Linked DNA regions of Mus musculus: region 2 is linked to region 1. A link is a contact called in public Hi-C data. All regions are on one chromosome and are shown on one strand. The core of a region is the stretch at or near the end of the contact, and the rest is flanking DNA. Distances in the headings are between cores, read along the strand shown.

The links. A called contact is a pair of places that touch in the nucleus more often than the background predicts.
Region 2: a Hi-C map of cerebellum shows a contact between it and region 1, with 1.9 times the contacts expected there. The contact joins two enhancer-like sites. A contact is called at or near these places in 26 of 484 Hi-C or Micro-C datasets (B cells, the BV-2 cell line, the C2C12 cell line and 19 more) and 1 of 115 datasets of contacts at active chromatin or transcription factors (the HPC-7 cell line).

The regions. Positions count from the first base shown.
Region 1 is chr10:6,900,559-6,904,874 of GRCm38.p6, reverse strand. It overlaps Ipcef1 (interaction protein for cytohesin exchange factors 1), which reads left to right. Exons shown (of 9, transcript NM_001170800.1): 8 at 4,112-4,305. It also overlaps a transcript of Oprm1 not described here. Among named protein-coding and RNA genes, the nearest start is that of Ipcef1, 78 kb to the left of the region's middle. Within about 2 kb of position 2,839, at least 3 of the 459 cell types and tissues checked have an H3K27ac peak or open chromatin away from gene starts, as enhancers often do. A contact at or near this core is called in cerebellar granule neurons and cerebellum, where this site is marked.
Region 2 is chr10:7,074,527-7,078,788 of GRCm38.p6, reverse strand. No RefSeq gene overlaps it. Among named protein-coding and RNA genes, the nearest start is that of Ipcef1, 96 kb to the right of the region's middle. Within about 2 kb of position 2,153, at least 34 of the 459 cell types and tissues checked have an H3K27ac peak or open chromatin away from gene starts, as enhancers often do. A contact at or near this core is called in cerebellar granule neurons and cerebellum, where this site is marked.

The DNA.
Region 1 (4,316 bases), core at 1,590-4,089:
TTGGATATTTCCTACCGTGCATATCTTTGTGGGTCTGGGTACATTACATCACCCAGGGTGACATTTTCTAGTTCCATTCATTTGTGTGCACAGTACATGAGGCCCTTGTTTTCCACATCTGAGTAGTATTTCAGTGTACATTTTCTTTATCCGTTCTTCAACTGAGGGACGTCTGGGCTGTTTCCGGTTTCTGGCTGTCTTATGTGGGTGGGCATCAATTATGTAACCTACGGAAGCTCCGATACTCAATTGATCACGCAGTAATCATTCATTTTCAGCAGAAATGCCTTATATGTGCACATCACTGGCCATGTCATTTCTTAGTGACATAGTGGTGACTATCAAACACTTCTCAAAAAATAAAACCAAAGTCTCCCATCCCATCCCATCCCTGGTGCTTGTGGAAGCTCTCACTGCTTCCTAAACAGAAAAAAACAAAAAAACAAAAAAACAAAAAACAAAAAACGGACAGTCAGTAACATTCAGTTTGTAAACTCAGTCTAACATCACAATGAGTATTCTTTCCTGTTGCTTTTCTCGTGAAAGAGGGGCTGTAAGCCTGGTGGTCAGGGATTGTAGGTGTCTTGGTCTACACCCCCCCCCACACACACACACACTTTATTCATGATGACTTAGAAAGTAAGAAGCAGAAATGAGCAACAAATATCTTCTACCCAAAAGCCTCTGCTGGCCAGGCATGTGAAACCACAGGTTGTTTCTGGCCACACCCTATTTTTTTAAAGACTCTAAATTTTACATACTTGGCCACCTATAATCATCTCTTTGGTAGACTGGGCTGTCTGAGGTGGAAAAAAAGTCTCTCCTCAGCCAGAATTAGGATAACACTGGTAGGTCCTGTGTTCGCCTCAATACACACACTTCTGGACAAACTCAAGATACGTTTGCTAACTAAATAATGTACCTTCTGTTTCCAGTTCTCATGGCTTATTTTATTATACATTTAGCACTCTCCCTCTCCCCATTTCTGTGTGTGTGTGTGCGCGCGCACTCACACTCATGTGTATGCTTAAGCTAGAGGATCACTTCAGATATCTTTCCTAAGTTTCTGTCTACTCTGTTTTTGTTTGTTTGTTTGTTTGTTTCTTACATTGCTGGCTAGTGCTCCATTTTATGGGCTCCACACCACATCCCCTTTATCCATTTACCTCTTGATAATCAATTACTTAGTTCTTCTCTCTCTCTCTGTCTTTCTTTCTCTCGTGAACAATGCTGCTATGAGTATGTAGAACTCACTAGGGGATATGTTTTGATTTCTCTTTAATGCAAATACAGAGGTGTAATTGCAGGGTCCTATTGTCACCGTGGCATCGTGAGGACCATCAACCTACTTTCTAAAGTACTGGTTTGCTTTCCGTTTTCACTAATGCTAAATGAGATCTCCTATCTCTCTATATCTTTGGCCACACTTAACTACTATCTGTCTTCTTTATATTAGCAATTCTGATAAGCAGGAAGTGATATCTCTGTGTGGTTTTGATTTTCATTTCCCTAATGACAGAGATATCTGTACTTGAATTTATTAACAAAAGTTGACATTTTATTATTGCACATTGCCTGGGGCCACAGGTCTATCTTTAGATATATTTTTATACATTTTCTCCCCTATTTTGATACATTTTCTCCCCTATTTTGATACCATTTGACTAAGATATAAGAAGTTGCTCTGGGCCAGGAGTAGTGGTGAATTGTCTTTAATCCTAGCACTCAGGAAGTAGAGGTAAGCTGATCTCTGTGAGTTCTAGGACAGTCTGGTCCTCATAGCCAGTTGTAGCTTGTCCAGAATACATAGTGAAACCTTGTCTCAAAAAGTTGGGCAGTGGTGGTGCACACCTTTAATCCCAGCACTTGGGAGGCAGAGGCAGGTGAATTTCTGAGTTTTGAGGCCAGCCTAGTCTACAGAGTGAGTTCCAGGACAGCCAGGGCTACACAGAGAAACTCTGAAAAACAACAACAACAACAACAACAACAACAACAACAACAGAAAAAACATGTTGCTCTGGTTGACACTTTTGGCCAATTGTGAGAAACATTTTGCTCACCTTCTCAGCTAAGTTTTGAGGACACTTTGTAGCAACTGTCTGAGGTCAATGGGCAAGAGCTAATTTTTAAGCATTTCTAATTATAGAAAAGAGTTTACTGTGATGTAACTGACGTTTCTGGGTTCTGGTATCACTGCATTATCCTATGTGTCTGCCTCAGAGCCTGTTTTGATCAGCTGCCCCTCCCCCCCCTTCATGATCACAGTGGGCATAGGGCTCATTTTGGATCTTTTTCCCCCACCACAGAGTCAGGGGGGTTGGATATGTAAACACTGTGGTGTATGTGGGGAGAAAAAACTCATTGTACACACTTCCCAAGATAGTTTTCAGGAAACAAAGGAACAATGAGTTGAAATTCTCCACATGGAATAAAAGACATGCAACGAGTCAACATCTCCTTCAGCATCCAAACTGGGCTACTGGCATTTAAGGTCCCTATGGTTACCTGTGATGGAAAGCCATACCCAATGTGGCCTTAAAGGGGACACATTGGCCCCGTAGAGTGAGAGAGCTCCAAGAGAGGAACCAGCTTCTTTCTAGGTTTTAGGATGACTCCTGGAAAACTTCCAGCCCACACACCACCACATTTAGCTTTTCCTTTTCTTTTTAAGTTGAAACCATCTTTGCCAGTTCCTAACAAAGCTTCTAGGATGAAGCCTTCCTGGCCGCCACTGACCTGCTTATTCCAGAATGGCCTGCAGAGGTTCATTGCTCTCTAGTCTCTGAAGGGCTGAAGCTGGATAGGCGCAGTTAAGAGGGGCCAGATGGTATGGAGCAGGTTGAGAAATGCTAACTGTCTTTCTACAGCCAGCAAACAGGCACAGGGTCTTCCTCAGCAGACACTTGGAAGGTACCCAGGGCAGCAGGTGTTCAGACTTTATGGTAAGCCCTAGGTTGTAGGGCTTGTCTGTGAGGTTACTTTTCTATTTCACAGGTTCAGAAATGAGGAGGAATTTTTAAATTTTTTTATTAGATATTTTCTTTATATGCATTTCAAATGCTATCCCGAAAGTTCCCTGTACCCTCCCCCTGCCCTGCTCCCCTACCCACCCACTCCTGCTTCTTGGCCCTGGCTTTCCCCTGTACTGGGGCATATAAAGTTTGCAATACCAAGGGGCCTCTCCTCCCAGTGATGGCTGACTAGGTCATCTTCTGCTACATATGCAGCTAGAGACATGAGCTCCGGGGGTACTGGTTAGTTCATATTGTTGTTCCACCTATAGGATTGCAGACCCCTTCAGCTCCTTGGGTACTTTCTCTAGCTTCTCCATTGGGAGCCCTGTGTTCCATCCAATAGCTGACTATGAGCATCCACTTCTGTGTTTGCTAGGCCCTGGCATAGCCTCATGCGAGACAGCTATAACAGGGTCCCTTCAGCAAAATCTTTCTGGCATATACAATAGTGTCTGGGTTTGGTGGCTGATTATGGGATGGATCCCTGGGTAGGATAGTCTCTGGATAGTCCATCCTTTTGTCCAAGAATTTCATAAATCCATTGTTTTTAATAGCTGAGTAGTACTCCATTGTGTAAATGTACCACATTTTCTGTATCCATTCATGAAGAGGAATTTTGAACCCAGATGAATCATCTCCTAGTTTCCCAATGCCTAACTTTGAGGATGTTTGGTTGCAATATTCATCTCAGAGTCCATGTTGAAATGATTTAAGACTGGGGCAGGGTGTTGGAATGAGATACATGTGTTCTCTGTATGAGAAAATATGGATTTTAGGGGGCTAGGAGTTGACTACATTGTGTTCCACAAAAAATGGTAACATTGAAGTCCTACTGTGGTCCCAAAGTCTCTGAGCAGTAGGTCAGTGTGTGGCCTTACTAGGATACATTACAATTATACATCATTAAATGGTTCATAGCCTCCTGAGTAGCATCATGATATGAGTGGTCAGACAACGCTGCATCACTGCCCTATACTTCTGGAGACCAGAAGTCCAAGATGAAGGTGAGAACAGAAACCCTTTTGGACCACAGTGTCTGATGTTCACTCTTTGGTTGTAATCAGCTTTGCTGATACTGATTTTTCTTTTTTAAACAGAAGAAATAAAATCATCTGAAGATGATGAGATGGAAAAATTGTACAAATCACTGGAGCAGGCTAGCCTGTCTCCTCTTGGGGACCGGCGGCCTTCAACCAAGAAGGAGCTGAGAAAGTCTTTTGTGAAGCGATGCAAAAACCCATCGATAAACGAGAAGTTGCACAAGATCAGAACCCTGAACAGCACATTAAAGGTGAGGTGGGC
Region 2 (4,262 bases), core at 904-3,403, 170 kb before region 1:
ACCTCCTAATAGTGCCACTTCATGTGGGCCAAGCATTCAAACACATGACTCTATGGGGACCAAACCTATTCAAATCACCACAGTTCCCATGGAGCCTGATTGACAGTTCTGGCTTTGCCACCAAATACTATGCAGTAGTGAAAATACTTGATCTTGGTTTGCATTTTCCATCTCGTAATAATGCACTATCATGGGCCAAGAGGGCAGCTAAGTGTGGTCTGCAATTTCAGCTTCAAGGGATCTGAACACCCCCCCCCCTTTTCTTGGCCTTTGTGGGCTCCTGCATGCATGTGGTACACACAAATTTACACGGGCATACACACACACACAGACAAAAAATATTATATAAATAGATCTTTTAAAACGAGGGACTGTTCCAGGGGAATGGGAACACTTGAAAGATTAAAGTATACATATAAATAGTTTATAACACAGAAACCTAGCCTTCTGAAACATTCATGAAATGTTTAAAAATGTTGAATCAGATCTTTGCACAGTGGAAAAAAATGCAGAGAGGGCCAGAGAGAAGGGTCAGTGGGTAAGAACACTGTTACTTTTACAGAGGACCTGGCTTCTCTTTCTAGCACCATATGCTGGCTCACAATGGCCCAGAGCTCTAGCTTCAAGTGACCTGAGACCTTCTTTTGACCTCCATGGTCTCCTGCATGCACATGATACAATACACACACACACACACAAACTCACATACATACAGTCACACACACAGGCACACTAGCATACACATAAATAAGTAATTCTTAAAATAACACGTCAATCTCTTTTGCCAAGAGTAAGTTTTATAGGCTGCATTGTCCAACTATAAGGGAAGTAGAAATGAATGGCAGAGATATAAATAATAATTAAAAAGTTAAAATGCTCTAAAATTAGAAAAGAAAAAAATGAAATAAAACCCCTCCCAAATAAAGCATAATTCTAATATTTGTTTAACAGCATTTTTATCTTATCCTCTGGTTTGCAAGGATCCAAGGCTGCTGTGAAGTACCTCCGATGAGGCAGATGGCCTCACAATATGATCTGGAACATGAGCAGAAACAGCCTTGGGATGGATGGGGTGGATGGCTCTTTCTGTCAGGGACATCTGCTCTCTGGTCCTCTTTCTTCTGCCCCTGAAACAGGCACAGAGAATGCAGCCAGACTAATGTCGACACACAACGTGCTGGTATTTCTTATCTCAAAGGAAGACATTTATTTTCCAGCTTTCTGTGTGATTTGCTGGGGATAAGTCTAAATCCTTACAGCCAGGAGACCCAGCGTTGAAGCAAAATGGAATGTGTGTGACCCCTGTGCGGGCTTTACCCTAGACTGGAGAGAACGGGATCGTGAATCAGCATAAGCATTTACTGGCTGGATCAGGGCACAGAACATACTGCTTTATTCAAACCCACCATGGCATAGAGGTACATTTATAACAGTAAATGACGATTAAATATGGTTAAAATGCAAAAGTAAGTTTTATTTCTTAAAGACACAATCTTTTTTTAAAATTTATTCCTCTCTCACATATTACATCCCAACAGTTGTTTCCCCTCCCTCCTCCCTCCTCCCTCCTCCCTCCTCCCTCCTCCCTCCCTCCTCTCTCCTCTCTCTTCCCCTCCTCCGCACCTCCCCCATCCACTCCTCCTCCATTTCAAACAAGGGCAGTCCTCCCAGGGATATGAAACAAACGCAGCATATCAAGTTGCAATACGATTAGGCACCTCCCATCTTATGGCTGGAGAAGGCGAAGGGTCCCAAAAGCAGACAGAAGAATCAGAGCCAGCCCCTGCTCCCACTGTTAGGAGTCCCACAAGACGAGCAAACTAAACAACCATAACATATACAGAGGCCTAGGTCAGATCCATGTAGGCTCCTTGGTGGCCCGCTCAGTCTCTATGAGCCCCTGTGCGCCTTGATTAGGTGAGTCTGCAGGTTTTCGTGTGGTTTCCTTAGCTCCTTCAGTTCTTCCTCTCCCTCCTCAGCAAGATTCCCCAACTCTGCCTAATGTTTGGCTGTGGGTCTCTGTATCTGTTTGCATCAATTGCTGGATGAAACCTCTCTGGTGATGATTATGCTAGGCTCCTGGTCAAGACACAATCTTAAGTTACCTTGGCAACAACTCTATATATCATCGCATCTCCTTTGATGTCCGGCAAACAAGGCATTGTGTTAAAATATCAAGTTGAAAAAGGAAGGAGGAAATAATTTCTGTGGTGTCGCTCCCAAATAGTTTGGCATCTTTTTTCCTTAGTTCTTGCTTTGGCATGAAAGTCCTGGTAATCACTCGGAACCCAGCTTTTTACTGAGGCAGTGTGGGCCGGGGTGTAATTTCTAACATTCCGTAGGCATCTGCAACAGTAACAGGATACAGGAAAGAAAGGCGCTCCGGAGTCTTCTGTTGGCTGGAGCCACTGTCAGCACTTGGTGTCTGCCACTTGGTGGCGGTAATGGGCTCAGGCCAGGCTGAGGCGGTTCTGAGTCACTTTCCTGATTTACCTTCTGCAGCTCAGAACTCTGTGATAACAAATACAATTCACACACTATTTTGCATGATTTAATTGACCACACTAGCAGAAATTCTTAAAAGACAGACACAAGCAACAGACGAAATTCTCTCAGAAAACCACCCTTCTCCTGTTAGTCACAATGATTGGCTATCCCTGTTGATAGGAGGCTTTTGGTTTTTCAGATCAATATCTCATATTGCCAAATATTTCAGTAAATATTTCTTGGGCTCCATAGTCATCTTTTGGGAACCAAAAAAAATATCAGCAGTTGAAGAGACCACAAGAGGTGGCTGGAGTATTCATGTGGAAGCAGGAGACTGGCTGGGGACTGAGTGTAATTCTGCTAGAATCAGGGTCTGCAGGGCCAAGATGGCAAAGCCATGGTGACTCACCTGTGAGGCAGTGGGGATCTGGGTGGGAGATCTAGGGTAGGCTCTGCCTCAGCTATGTTCATGCCATTAATGGAATGGGCTTCTGGAGGACATGAGGTTTTCCCACATTCTGGAGCCTGATGGGACCCAACGACTCACAGATTATATAAGCAGGCATGTGTGTTACAAACTATTTGAACTGTGGGGAGGGGAAGAAAAGATCTACCTCAGTAGATTGTGGGTCGGCTGAAAAAAACGTCCCCTCTAATCTGTGACTGCGTTACTTCACACAGGAGCAGAGATGTTATAGATATAGGAGCCAAATGAAAGATGCTGAATTACAGGGACTGTCTTGATTTAATCAAGTGCATCCAATGTCATCACAAGGACCTCCTAAGGCAGAGGCAGGGAGTCAGAGGGAGGGGCCACGTGACAGTGGAGCAGGGTGCATTCGTGTGCGTGCGTGAGTGTGTGTGTGTGTGTGTGTGTAGTCAGAGAAGGGATCACGTGACAGTTGATTGGGGTGGGATGTGGAGGGTAGGGGGTAGGAGTAGTGGGTGAGGAAGTAAGGGGGTGGGGAGGTGGAGGTGGTATAGCTATGGGAGAAGAGGACAGAGTAATACAGAACAATGGGTAGGGAGTGCAGTCAATTCTAGAAACTGGTCAAGCAAGAACATGGACACCTTTAGTATCTCCTTTACATGGTGCACAGGGCTGCCAACCCATTAGAGATTTCAACGTTCATCAGTGTAAGATAATAAATCTGGTGTTTTGAAACACCAAGGTTGTGTCAGCGGGGAACTACAGGCATCCTCTTATGTTCGTTATTCAATGTCCTCCCTCCCTTCATCTTCTCTTTGTGTTCCCCCACAGTCTTTACAGACTGTAGCTGTGAGCTCTCCCATAAACCAGACACTAACCCTGGCTTCTTGCACTTCACAGTGAGGCAGAACTATCACCAGGCAACTGCCTTAGGTTTCAGCACAGTGAATTTCTAGACCTGTGGAGACGGAAGCAGCACCAAGCCATGTTTTAGTTTCTATTGACTACCACAGTGACTGGAGCTGTTAGTAACATCTTGAGAATCAACAATTAATTTATACCGGAGGTGTCACTGTGGAAATATATTTTAAGGCATTTCTAGTACCTGCTTTTGTACTCTTTTTCCCATAGGTATTTGATTGCTGTGCAGTTCCTACTTGGGTCTTCATACCTTGCCTGCATCATGATCTGTATTTATGGATGCCTGGAATTACCATAGGGCTCAACGTGTAGAAGCCGCCGGAGTCTAGGCCTCATTCTGGACCAGATCAACTGTAGGCACACATTTTTTGTAGCCTACTTTTAATGTGTTTTTTAGTGGAAGAGAAAAGTTATTCGGCTATGG